Linked DNA regions of Anser cygnoides: region 1 is linked to region 2. Evidence: chromatin contacts called from public Hi-C data. All regions are on one chromosome and are shown on one strand. The core of a region is the stretch at or near the end of the contact, and the rest is flanking DNA. Distances in the headings are between cores, read along the strand shown.

The links. A called contact is a pair of places that touch in the nucleus more often than the background predicts.
Region 1: a contact with region 2 is called in a Hi-C map of liver, with 2.2 times the contacts expected there. The contact joins the enhancer-like site here to the promoter of FHIP1A in region 2. A contact is called at or near these places in 3 of 7 Hi-C or Micro-C datasets (granulosa cells and liver).

The regions. Positions count from the first base shown.
Region 1 is chr4:46,923,680-46,930,617 of Taihu_goose_T2T_genome, reverse strand. It overlaps FHIP1A (FHF complex subunit HOOK interacting protein 1A), which reads right to left. Exons shown (of 14, transcript XM_066996734.1): 8 at 583-750. Among named protein-coding and RNA genes, the nearest start is that of FHIP1A, 68 kb to the right of the region's middle. Within about 2 kb of position 1,752, at least 2 of the 3 cell types and tissues checked have open chromatin away from gene starts, as enhancers often do. A contact at or near this core is called in liver, where this site is marked.
Region 2 is chr4:46,856,609-46,862,747 of Taihu_goose_T2T_genome, reverse strand. FHIP1A (FHF complex subunit HOOK interacting protein 1A) reads right to left here and starts at 3,569. Exons shown (of 14, transcript XM_066996734.1): 1 at 3,360-3,569. It overlaps LOC106032250 (a long non-coding RNA gene), which reads left to right and starts at 3,612. Exons shown (of 4, transcript XR_010831515.1): 1 at 3,612-3,745; 2 at 3,945-4,042.

The DNA.
Region 1 (6,938 bases), core at 503-3,002, 70 kb before region 2:
CTCTGTTAAGCAAACACGCTACAACAATACACACTTGTGTCCTGAGAAATATATTGGCAATACTGCAATCACAACTTGAGCAATTTGGAGACATCCTTACAGGGCTCCCACTGTCTCCTACAAAGATCATTTGCAAATAGTTGCTGCTAGGCAGAACTCCAAACATCAAAAATGCACCTCACCTTGATTATGTTTATAAGTCCTAGGGATGAGTTATGTATGGCAGCACTAATTCAGCCATATCCAGAATGAAAATACTTCCAAATTTCCCTTTAGAGTTCTAACACAATTCAAACTTCCAAAAGCCCTCATCTCCCTCTATCCCATTTTGTGTATGGGTCAGACCACCTCGCACATTTATCAACTTCTCAGTGCAGCAGTGCAGCCATAGCTAGCTGCCAGCATAAAAAAAAAAAAAACACAACCAACCAACCAACAACAACAAAACATTAAAAACACACATTTGGGTGGGGGAGAAAATTCCAAGTTAGACAAATGCTCACTGCAAACACAGGCTCTCCCATTTAATTAGTTAACCTGCATCCACACTGAGCACCTGACCTTGCCTCCTGCTTGTCTTACCCGGAACGGCGTGTTGATTCGGCTAGTAAGTGTATCTAGGATGTGCACATTCTCATGTCGATGCAGCAAAATAAAACGGAGGAAAATCTTGAGGAGGGCTGGCTCTGAAACACTACGCAAGAAGAGATCCAGGTATGCAGTAGTAGCCATCACTTCTTCCACAGTCACCTACAGGGAAATAAAAGGCAAATGCAAACATACTGTGCACGCAAAACATCCATCCTTACCCTGCAAGTATACGATACTCAGCACCCACCCTAAGCTCTCCATACGCTGCCAACAAAATACTGAGACCCTTGCTTTTAAACCTGCGAAGTAATGTGCTTCTGACTTACTCGTAAGCATTCTGAACCCATTTCTTATGTTTTGCTTCCCCAGAAATAAAAACTCCCCAAAACTGCCAACACCCCAGATCTCATACATACTGAAATACTACGAGCCAAATCCTGCTAGAAGTTCCCCACCACATTTCTGCTGTGTCAGGGGTTTTGAATCACACTTCTGCCATTCCTCAGAAGCATTCTCAGATGTAGTGAATACCTGGATCTACCGTGTTATTAAAAATAAATGACAACAGAGCAGAATCAAAGCACAGTACAAACTCGTAAGTCCAGAGCTTTAAAAAATAAAGAACCAAAACATGTCTATCCACAATTTTGCCACTATTTTCCATCTCACTCAATTTTTAAAAGGTGTGTGTATACACCCACACACACGCAAACCAAAGACCAAAGTGTTTGCTACTGCCTATTTGTATGTCAAAACACAATTGTCCCATATCCACGCGACGCTTGCATACCATTTGGATAGCCCATACTACTCTGCTTAATGCAAGCCTTTTGGAGCTTATCTATTGACAGTATGCACTGGCAAGGCACAGCAAATTCCAAAGGCCACCTCTGCACCACACACTGCTGTTGCAAAGTCAGCTTTTTAAAAATAGTTACCCAGGAACCTAATAAGCTTAAGTGTACAAAGATAAGCCCTCATACACAAAAATCTTTCTGTATGAAAGGAAGTATTAAACATCTTTTGTTTACCAAACTTAGCTGAATAAATGAAAAGACTGATTTTATTAAAAAAAGAATCAAAGCTGTCACTTAAGAACTAAGAGGATTTAGAAGCGACTCAGAAGGGCAGCACTTACGTAACATGCCTTAAATATTAAAATCCCTGTTCCATTATGCCGCGCGTTAGCTACATGCACAGTAATGTCATCCAGCAAACGCTCCCTTTAAAGCATTTAAGATCACAAGCTGCTTCTGGCCAGTTACACAGAACATAGGAATGCTGTATACAGCCTGCAGACCTTATGGAGAGGGGGCACTGACGAGGAGAATGCAGAGTAGCTCTGAAGTTGAGGTCATTGATTGCCTCTCTTTCTCAGGCTTTATTCTGATACTCTGCTCCAACATCCTTAACATCAAGGAGCAGACTACTAGCTCATTTTGGTATTAGAAACAAAACACCAGGGAAGCTGCAACAGGCACATTTTTCACCAGAAATAAGCGAGTTCATTTCTCAGTTTATTTTGGTCAAAATCAAGCACTAAAACATAATAGTGAAAGGAAAGGAATACGGCACATTTTCACTGGCTCTGTGGACTTTGTAAAGCTAAGTAAACAACAGCCAGACATGTTTGCTAGATCTGTAGTTGTATGTTCAGTGCTGCCCAATACAGAAATGTGAAAACAGATCTTCCCTGAAAGAACATCTATTAACATATAATCCTCCAACTCAGAATCCAGTTTATGAATTCATTCCTCCTCCTTCTCCTACAAATTTCAAGTGAAAAAAAAAAAAGTTGTGAGATCAAGCACCCCAAAGTTACAAATCACCAGGATTAACACCGTGGCTACAGCTCTGGTTCAAATTCTGCATTACTGTAAATATTATGATAAAATGCCTTTTTATGTGCATATGCACGTAGGCACACATTTCCACAGCAATACCGCCACATCCCAACCACCACAAAACTTGCTCGGGAAATGAGCGAGGGGCTGTGCAACAAAGGAAATTGTTTCTGGTTGGAGCTGAGATTCATTTTTTTGCAATAGCCAAAAGGTGTGGGAACTCATGGGGTAAAATAAATAACTAACTAAATAAAGGCTTTCTGATTACAGCCATTGACTGTTGCCCTGAGAACTGGCATTTTCTGTTTTGTGTTTTACAGCAGCAAACAGTAAAAAGCAAACCCCAAGAAATCCATCATGTGACATCATAATGATAGCATACAGTTCATCAAAGAGTTTAAAACCTCTGCCAAGAAAAGGCCAGACAGAAGTAATATATTGTTATGTCTCTGTCACTCCTCCTTCATCCTTTATGAGGAAAATGAAGCACGCACTTGGCCTGTGGGTTTCACAGATGTTCGCTGACAGCAGAGGAATGGGCCTATGTAGATATATAAAATACTGAAACGGTAAATGAAAGCAAGCAAAGGCTGCAGATTCACAAGGGCAGTGACCTTTTTCTGAAATCAATGCTCTTTGGGCAGCTCGTGCTACATTTGTATCAGCAAGAGAAAGCCATACGCTTTTCAGAGTGCGCATCATGAATGAAACAAAGGGCAGAAGAAAGCCAGCAAGAGACTACTTTAGGAAAGAAATGTTCAATTCTGAGAGCATGTTCAGCGTTCCTTGCAGCTTGGGGACTAAACAAAAAAGAAATCCTCTTTACTGTAGCCAACACCTCACTGACACCACTAAACAGAGCTAGAAGCACCAAATAGCACTTAAAGCAGCCCAAATAGGTCACAGAAGAGTTACTTATAACTTTGTTAAGCCTCTATTGTTTGAATTGAGGTTTTTCGTGCAGTGTGCCACATCATGTTTAATTCTTAACTCTTCTTGGGAAGGATGTTGTTGAATCTGCTTAGCCGTTTTCTGAGAAAGAGGGAAGGAGACTACGCTTTGTAAAGGTTTAAAATGGATTCATAGGAATCTTTTTGCATTTTCCAGTGAAAATGCACCACCTTCACCACAACACTCCTTCAAGCTTCTGCAATAAGTGAGGCTAGGGTCTATTTTGCAGCTCACCATAAAACACTCAAGGCAGGCAAGCTAAGGGTACACAAGTGACATTACTGCTACTATGTTCTGGGATTTCTCTCAGCATACCTTTGTGCGCAACTTGTCCATAAAACCAGCACAGAGATGGCCCTTCTGCTTCCTTACAATAGCAACTCAAAATATATTGCTCTTTGGCATTTGAAACAAAAGCCATGCATACAGCTTAGGATCAATTGAGCTGGCAAGCAGATGTGTGCTTTTACAGTCATATCATATTTTCCCCATCTTGCATTCTGTGTGTGCTTCTTGTTTTTACTCTTCCTGACAGAAAGCGTAATTTCTGAAGATTTGAGACACCAAGAGAAGTATTCAAAAAGGCTAATTTTAGCTCCTCGAGGCTAATTTCCTTTTACTCACTGGGATACATTAACCTGTCCTGAATGAGCCTCTAGAGAACTCACTTTCTTTTGCAATTAACTAAGGAAGGAGTTTGGAGAAACCAGTCACACTAGGCAAAAATCAGCCTTGGCAAAGGCCCTTTTAACTCGGTAAAACTGTTCCACATTGTACATAACACATTCAGTGTTGAAAGAAAGGCTGGTTCAATTTGTGCAGTTATTATTGAAGATCTCTGTTTTCTAAGATACCCAAACCATGATATTAAGCTTCATTCAGACTACCTGCTGTTGTTTGTCCTGAAACTAATGTCCTGTGAGACAGATTTGGGTAAAGTAGGCAAATCCTTTCTAAAAAAAAATAAATAAATCCGAATCAGTACTTAGGTAAACAACAAAAGAACAAATGTTCCCGGAGAACAAAACATTACTACACACATCAAGAACGTCCACTACAATCAAAACCTGAGGCAGCTTACAAAAAACTGTATTTCACTGTAAACATTCATTTCAGTATAATTTGTCCTAGCTAGCCCTCAAAGTGAATTTATGTGAACATCTTTGAAAGGATGATAAGAAACAAGCCAAAACTTTGACATATCCACGAGTGTGACATTTAATCTGAATATTCCTCACCTCTGATAATTCAAGGATCAAGAAAAATACCATAGTAAAGGGAGATGAATCAAGACATGGTAGTTTTCTAGAAGAAGACCTTTGCTAAGTAAGAAAATTCAGAGGTATATTTTTGATAAAGATATTTCAGCAGTATTAAAATCCATCACTGCTACAACAGCAAAAAATGAAAACCTACCAGCAGCATACTTTGCATTAGATCCTTTCTACTAAAATTGCTCGGGAATGGTAAAGACTGGGGATATCTCTGCTCTTGAGATAACATTGTAGGATAGAAAATGAAAAATGAGAAAAATCTGTATCCATTACATTACTCAGACAAGGATTCTGCCATTTTTATTTCCATTATCCATAGTTGTAATGAAGAAAAGTTATTGGAATTTTCAAAAATACACATATAAAGTATGTATCTAAAAGATACCATTTGGAAGCCTCATCCACATGTTTTTCCTTACAACACCCAGTTGTTACAGATATTTTTGAAGATTACAGATACTTTTACAAGATACTTTTACTACTCGAGAGCCTTCATAGCCAAATAGATATTTGATCAGAGATTATTGAAAACAGAAAGCTACTTTTAGCATTTTAATACCCTTCTCTTATTATGTAATAATTTTTAGTAAATCTTTTCTTGCCTCTTCTGATGACTGATTAGATGGTGAGACAGAACACTGTAAAGAGATCCAGCTTTTACAAGTCACTGTGCCAAGTAATAGCAGAGAGCCAGAAATTACTGTCATTGCGAGTTCAGTTTAATATATTACATTGACTGTGTTAGACCAATTGCACTGATTCTTTATTACTGGCTATTCTCCCTTGGGATCTGCACAATATACTTTCTAATTTACAGCTTTGTGCCTTCTTACAAGAGTACGGCTTTCATGATTCCTCCTCTCCTTCCTACAAGGATTTCACACTGCCTATGAAGAGACCATGAATGTCCTCATTAGAACTTACCTTCTAGATCCATGAGCAGTTTAAACCTGAATAAATCCTCCTCCCTGATTAAAAAAGTAAAAAATAAAATTCAACCATTCCCACCCTCTTCTCCTTTCTATTCATTTTCAACTTCTTGCCCCCTGCTTATACTGGCAGAAGTGTTCACGCTTCACTTCATTGCACAGTGAATTGGCTCAGGGAATTGATTCAGGATAAAACTACCTAGGAAATAAAGGCAAGCTTTATCCTCAATCAATCAGTTTCCCATCTGAACAAACGGGATCAGTGACAGAGAAAGTTTGCACTTAGGGAGGAACCAGAAAACAAGAACTGCTTCAACTTCCTTCTGCTTAAGTTAATAAACAGGTTCAGTTTGTACCTCGTTAAAGTTCAAATCAATTGCCTGATGTAAAAAGTGAATGGCACCTTTAACATATGTCCACTTTGTAGCCAGTAAAATTAAGTTTTGTAGCTACTGATGGGCTTCTCCAAAGCATAAGACTATTCAAAGTTTTCCATTAAGACTGTATTTACACCTTTTTACAGCAGCTGTCCAAACACTTCTCAGTAAGGTGAGAGATGGGATTATTTCTAACTGGAAACCGATGTTCTTTTAGGATATTTATAAAGATGCTACTTCCAATCAGTATAGTATAATTTACAGGTCATTTCCCCCTAGCTGAGCAGTGTAATCATCGAGCAAGTATTATTGAATTATCACAGTAGCATACCACTTTAGAGGTTTTCATTTAGATGGGTTAGTGAGCAATGTAACTGAGGTCCACTTGACAGAGCTTAATCGACAGAACCATGCCAGTGCTCCTAGAAACCTGTTCTGTTTGCTTGGCCAACAGCAACGTTTTTCACTAAAAAGCTGGTACAATTTTCCTTTATTCAGCTTAAAACTAGCTTTCCAAGTAGAGAAATAACATCATAGCAATTAAATGCATATAGTGTAGCAGTAAATACTAAGAAATGAAAAATTAGCTTTAATCATATAATTTGACAAATTTTTAGCACTATCTTCAATAAATTGAAATTACACAAATTACATAAACATTCAAAATGATCAGGATAGCTCTCTTCATAACCCATGTGCTCTGAATGCCAAAGTAAATCATATGAGCTTCCAAGAAAGAGGTATATATAAACAATCTTATTTGCATCAAAGGTAATGTAATATTGCATATATGGTCACAGTGTGACTCCTTGTTACTTAGCACATGGTTTTGATGGCAAAAATCTATACCTATTAAAGACCTCACAAAAAGGATTACAATGATCAGCTTTCTACAATGGCACGACAAGTACCTAAAAGAATAAGGCAAATAAGCACTTTCTAATACCAAACACATAAAAACTAAAACAAGGC
Region 2 (6,139 bases), core at 2,320-4,819:
ATAACGCTAACTTTAGCTAGGAATACTTTATTACCATTCCAGCACCTCCAAACGCCAGTCAACACCACAAAAATATATTGATGTATGGAATAATTACTCCTGCGTAATGTACAGCGCCATTTATTGCTGTATGCATTCTGAAGTGCATTCAAAACCATTCTTTCAAATTAGCCTAGTCAGTCTGCAGACCAAGTCTAGCTGACCTGCTCTACGAGACAGACTGAAGTCCTATCTCTAACTTTCAAATGGATGAATCCAATCAGGACAAGGTACTGGAGGATGTTTGCATGAGGTTTTTAAAGGTATAATTCTGACAGAATATCAGTAGCCACCTACAAGCCTTTATTTTGCCACTATGCTGTACTGCAAAAAGGACAAAGAAATTCAGAATTTCCAGGTCATTATTGCCCCAGCTTTTCACCAGAGCAAACCTTCGTAGCCTCTCTCATGCCCACACTATCAGAGCATTAAAAATACATATATAAGATATGCACAGGAATCAACCATCATGTGCCACCACCACCTGAAATACACCCTATATCAGAGGAGCTACGTGGAGCAGACTGCAAGACACAAAAGCAGTGTTTTGCTGTATCTTCCTGGAAGCTCTCTTTCCGGGGTGCTAAATAAGGGTACAGAATACATTTGTTTTCTGGGTGGTAGGTCAGACCGTCTTACACTAAAAGACTATCTGGTTAAGCTGAGAAGACATCACAACTAAGCCAGCAATGCCATGTCAGCATGTTTAAATAGGAAGAATACTTGTGGTTGAAAAAAAATTGAGCATGTCTTAGAGTTTAAGTGTCTGTAAACCAAAATATAGTTTTAAAACTATTAGAAAAAGGATGAGTGGAACATGTGGTCTGAAAAGCCCTATTCTCTGGGACACACAGCAAACACAAACATGCCAACTGCTCTAGACATGCTGTAAAGCACAGAGAGAGCAGAGCGCTTCTCTCTCAAATGTTTGAGAGAAACTACAAGTCACAGTAAGACCAGGATGTATAGACCTGCATTTTCAAAGACTTAAGTACACAACTCAAACATTAAGAACTATACTGGATTTCCATAAACCTCATCAAAATTTGAAAAGCCCTTGCAATGGAACATTCTGCAAACATCAAAAAGTACCATTTGTATACTAATAAATAAAGATATGCAAGGGTGGAACAGCAGCCTGTAAATAAATTCTTGAAAAAAGCAGCCTTAAAACTTGATGTACATCAAAGTAATCTTGATAACCCTTCAATGAAGGGTTTAACAGAGAAACTGATGATTCAGATGGTACTGAGTCTGTAAGTCTGAAGACTTAAGCTTAGTAGGGTTCAATGCATTAGTATAATCTTTTAAAAAGAAAAAGCATAGACAGACTTCTAAAATTCAGTTTGATATCATGATTGAATAAAATCATGCCAGCAGCAGTTTCTCCTATTTCATTTCTTTAAGTTTTGGATTATATGAAGTTCCATATCCCATCTAGGAGAGGAAAAAAAAAAAAAAAAAAGACACCTTCACAGAGCATAACCCAATTTTTACCATCCCCACCATATCATTTAGACTGTAAAGTCTAAAAAAAAAAAAAAAAAGTCAAAAAAAAAAGTCAGTGGTGTTATGTTTGTTTTATAGGCTTTGGCAACTCAGCTGTCATCATTTTAATACAATTCGCTTATTTTTCAAAGTACATATTGTCAGTCTTCATGGTTCAACAAATAGATTAAAATAGCTGTTTGCAGAAGTCAATTGAAAACATTTGTCTTGATTGAGATGAATCACAGAAAAAGGCATCTGGGTGTTCAACAGCTTCACAACTGCAACTGCCATCCTCACATCGATACATCACCAGTACAGTCTTGCCCTTTGCAACTATTTGTACTTTACAAAGCAGATTATAAGGTTTTCTGTCTTTTCTTCCTCCTTTGACCTTCTACATTTATTAACGTACAGCCAGCGAGGAAGACATAAGTCACAGCATCAGGTCCTAATTCCTAGATTAGTTTCAGAGCAGGTGGACTCTTTATACACAGCCCAGCTGAAGTAAGGTGGCACAAATAATGTGAAAATCCTAATCTGACTTGACTCCTTCAGGTGTTCTATCCCCTTCCAATTGCCCTTAATTCTAAAAGATTTCCTTCTAGAAATTATGATACAAAAACAGCACAGGCCAAAAGCATTGGTCTGAACTGCGTGACTTAACACTATTACTACGTTGATATGACAAACCTCTTTGAACAGAGAGTTTACCACTCCCTCTTTAATCTGAAAATGAAACAAGATAAAAACATCATGCTTCACCACCACGGAAATAAGGCCCCAAATCCTTCTTAGGGCTCCAAGGAGGGGTGAAAGCCATGTTATATGGATGAAAAATACCACTATGGAATCTGGAGCATCACAGTTTCACACTGATCATCAGAAAACATCTGGACAGAGAAAACAGCGGCAGATTCTGCAGTATTTTTCATCTCAAAAAGTATGACAACGTATAAAAATAACTCTGATTTGGAGGTATTTGTCTTCTTATCCGTGTCTGGGCCGTATTAATGCTAATCAGAAGACCAATCACAGACCCTGGGCAGGAGAAGGAGGAAATCCAAGTGAAATATTACCTCCAAATACCGCCAAGCCTGCCTCAGCATTTCTCAGTTTTAAGAAATCACGCGTCCTGATCTGGCAAAGCCATAGCAGCATAGGTCGGTCCCACTCGCAGTCCCCTAACAGACACCGCACCTCCACCTGTGCCTGCGGATGTGTCCCCACAGAGCCTCTCAGAATCACGTCAGGTTCCTATTGACAGGCTCAGGTGGCAGAGCAGGCTCACAGGACACTGCTAACAGCTCCTCACTGCCTTGAAGGAAGACAGCAGTCACTTTATCAAGACTAACTCAGACCTCCGCTTTGCTTTGGTGCCCCAGGAAAACACCAAAGGAGCCTTCATAAGTTTTCGTAAGTGACGCAAGGAATTTCCTGAGGAAAAAAAAAGGTTAGTATTACCGGAGCGCTAACACAGAAGTTTGAACCCAAACCGGGAACTCATGGATAGTGTCACAAAGCCAACAAACCAAGTGAAAAACACGCCGGTGTCACACCTGTGAGGAAAAAGTCTCCCCGGGCAGCCAGGAGCCCTCCCCACGCTCTCACCTCGCTGCTCGCCCCGTCCCGGCCGGCTTTCTGTCAGGAAACTTCGCAGCCAGGTCGCCCTGCAGCCCGGCGGCCGAGCCGACCCTCCTCTCGCTCCACCAAAACAGATCAGGGGGATTAGGCCGGCCTTATTTCCCGTGACCTACATTGCTGCCCTGCGCGGCCAGGAGGCGGGCAGCAGCCACCTCCCCAGCTCCCCCCGGCACCCCCTCAGCCCCTACCTGGCGCGGCGGGTCCCCCTCGCCACGGCGGAAAGTTTCCCGTGGGGGCCGCCCCGAGCTCCGCTCGCCCAGGTAAAGCGGCCGTGGCCGGCGCTAACGCCTCGGAGGGAAGGAGGGATCCCTCAGCGAGCGCCCCGCAGGCTGCGTGCCCTCAGGGCGGCCATCTCGCCCCGCGGCGGGGCGGCTGCAGCGAAGGGCAGGGCAGGGCAGGCGGCCCCGGCTTGGCAGCGGCCGCCCGGTTCGGGGGAGCGGGGCCGGGCCGCTGAGTCAGAGCGGCGGGGAGGAGCCGCCACCTGCCCGGCTCGGCCAGGCCCGGCCGCGCTGCCCCCTGCCGGCCGCCCGCTCCTGCCTCCGCACGGGGGAAGGCGCCTGAAGGCGGCCCGAAGGTTTGGGGGGCGGCTCTGGGTACTGGGGAAGGGGCCTTCAGGCTCGGAACGGCAGTAAAATGATAATAACAACGCGTGGCATATGGGTCTGGGGCTTTATAAACGACGGCTGGGCCCGTGGAGGGAAAGTGGCCCCGGTTATGTGCGTCACTAGATGGCACTGTTATACACACACCTCTTTTTTTTTCTTTTTCTTTAGGTGGTGCAGCAGCGTACGACTACCTGTCCTCGCAGAAGTGCTGGTGCTCCTCGGGGTGCGTTTCTCCCAGCAGCAGCCTTTCAAGGCCTCTTTCCTCGGTGAGTCGCCGCAGGCCTGCAGGGCCTGTTCCCCCGTGTGGGGCTGCAGGGCAAACAGAATCCAAAAGTCATTGAAGCTGAAAATGATGTCCAATATCATCTGGTCCAACCATCCCCCTACCACCAATGTCACCCACTAAACCATGTCCTTAAGCACCACATCCAACCTTTCCTTGAACACCCCCAGGGACAATGACTCCGCCACCTCCCTGGGCAACCCGTGCCAACACCTGACTACTCATTCTAAGAAGAAATGTCTCCTAATTTCTAACCTAAACCTCCCCTGGCGCAACTTGAGGCCGTTCCCTCTAGTCCTGTCGCTAGTTATCTGTGAGAAGAGGCTGACCCCCTAGCTCATAGAAGATGACCAGCTTCATGCCATTGACTTCTCCTACATGGAACAGCAGCAAACCAGAAGTACTAACAGCCTTGTTAAGTCTAGCCCAAGACACTTAAGAATTAGATAGAAATTAATGGTAATTTTCTATGTTAGCTATAGGTTGTATTTCTCTATACTTGACTTTAACTGCAGTAGACTCCTGTTGGTGAATACTTAAGCATGGTTTGCTGTGTCTTCCTTTCTTCCTTTTTTTTTTTTTTTTAAAGGCTTCAAATAAATTAATTAGACTGTCAGGGTACTGATTGTGATTTTGCTAATGACTCCAAATAGGAATAGACATTGGCCTATTAAAGTAACAGCTCATTTACATAAAGATATAATATAATTTACCAAGTGTAATGGTATTCTCTGTGAGCTCAGGAAGTGTTCTCTCCAAATGCACTATGTAATTAAAGAATAATTCACTAAGGTTGCTAACTACCTAGGTCCTCACAAACTAACTCACACCTAGGTATGGTAGAGTTAAGATTTCCCAACCCAGGACAAAGCCATCATCCAAAAATCCAGTCAGAAATTAAACTAACTTGAGTCAGGTTCCTCCACTTAGAATAACTGGAAGAATTAAAATATCTTGACATGTTGAAAGTAGGTCTAAGCTTTTGGAGTGAGGTGTGGGGGAAGCAGCTATTCCAGAGATTACAGTTCTTCCCTCTTCTCCTGTTGTTTATTATTTTCAGAACTGCAAGATGAGTTGTTAGTTCAACATGATTCTTTAATTGTAAATGCTATGGTAGAAGTGCTCAGCAGAGGTACCAAAACATCCTCCTCCTCATAGTCTGAATCCACAGTGAATGTTGCCCAAATCTCTGGCAGTTCATTTCTCTGTTGGAGACATGTATTCCTACGTTAGATACAGTATTTCTTACCATTTGTTCAGGAAACAGCTTCTGTGTGCTGCCATAGCACTTGGATTCGCAGGTAGGTGGCATTCAGCATCTGCCTACGACAGCAGAGCAGAAGCCAGCTTGGGAATTTGGTAAAAGTGTCTAGAGGACTCCAGCAAAAATTGAGAGGATACTTCTGTTTAAATTGTTCAGTCTCAGCAGCGTGGGAGTTGCCAGCCAGCGCACAGATGCCTTCATCATAAGTGGATCATTAAGGAGTAAGCCTCTGCAACAGGATCTGTTACAGATGCTGATAAAATCCATTTCATTTCTTTCTATTGCTGCTGTAAGCATTTCAAAAACACTCCATAATTATTTTTCATGTGGTAGTTAGGTGGAAGCCAAGATAGCTGTCCCTTTATATCCCTATCTCTTAATCATCAGATAGACTCTTCTATCACACAGTTAGATGGAAGAGATGGAAATGTAAAGATGGCTTATCACAAACTCCTGCTAATCCTCCTAGTGGCCCTTTTTGTTCTGAAGGCATTCTTAGCTACTAAGAAATACTTCAACATAAAACAGTAAGAGGCATAATAATTGACTGACAGGATATTTGCAAGAAGTAAATGTAACAGAAGTTCTTAGTGAACAGCATATACCTGTCTTGAATGTTGTGTCATCAGGACAAGTGTGCAGTGTCTGTAATAAAGTTTAAGCAATAATTACAGCTATTTACAGCAGTTAGAGATATAACAACATGCGTGGTTATACTTTTGGTCACCAGTTTTACTCCATGGAAAGATCAGGTTTTCTAAAGAAATTCCATGAAGTTTCTCCTTTCTGCGACCCAGGGACAGTTTTCATTTTGCA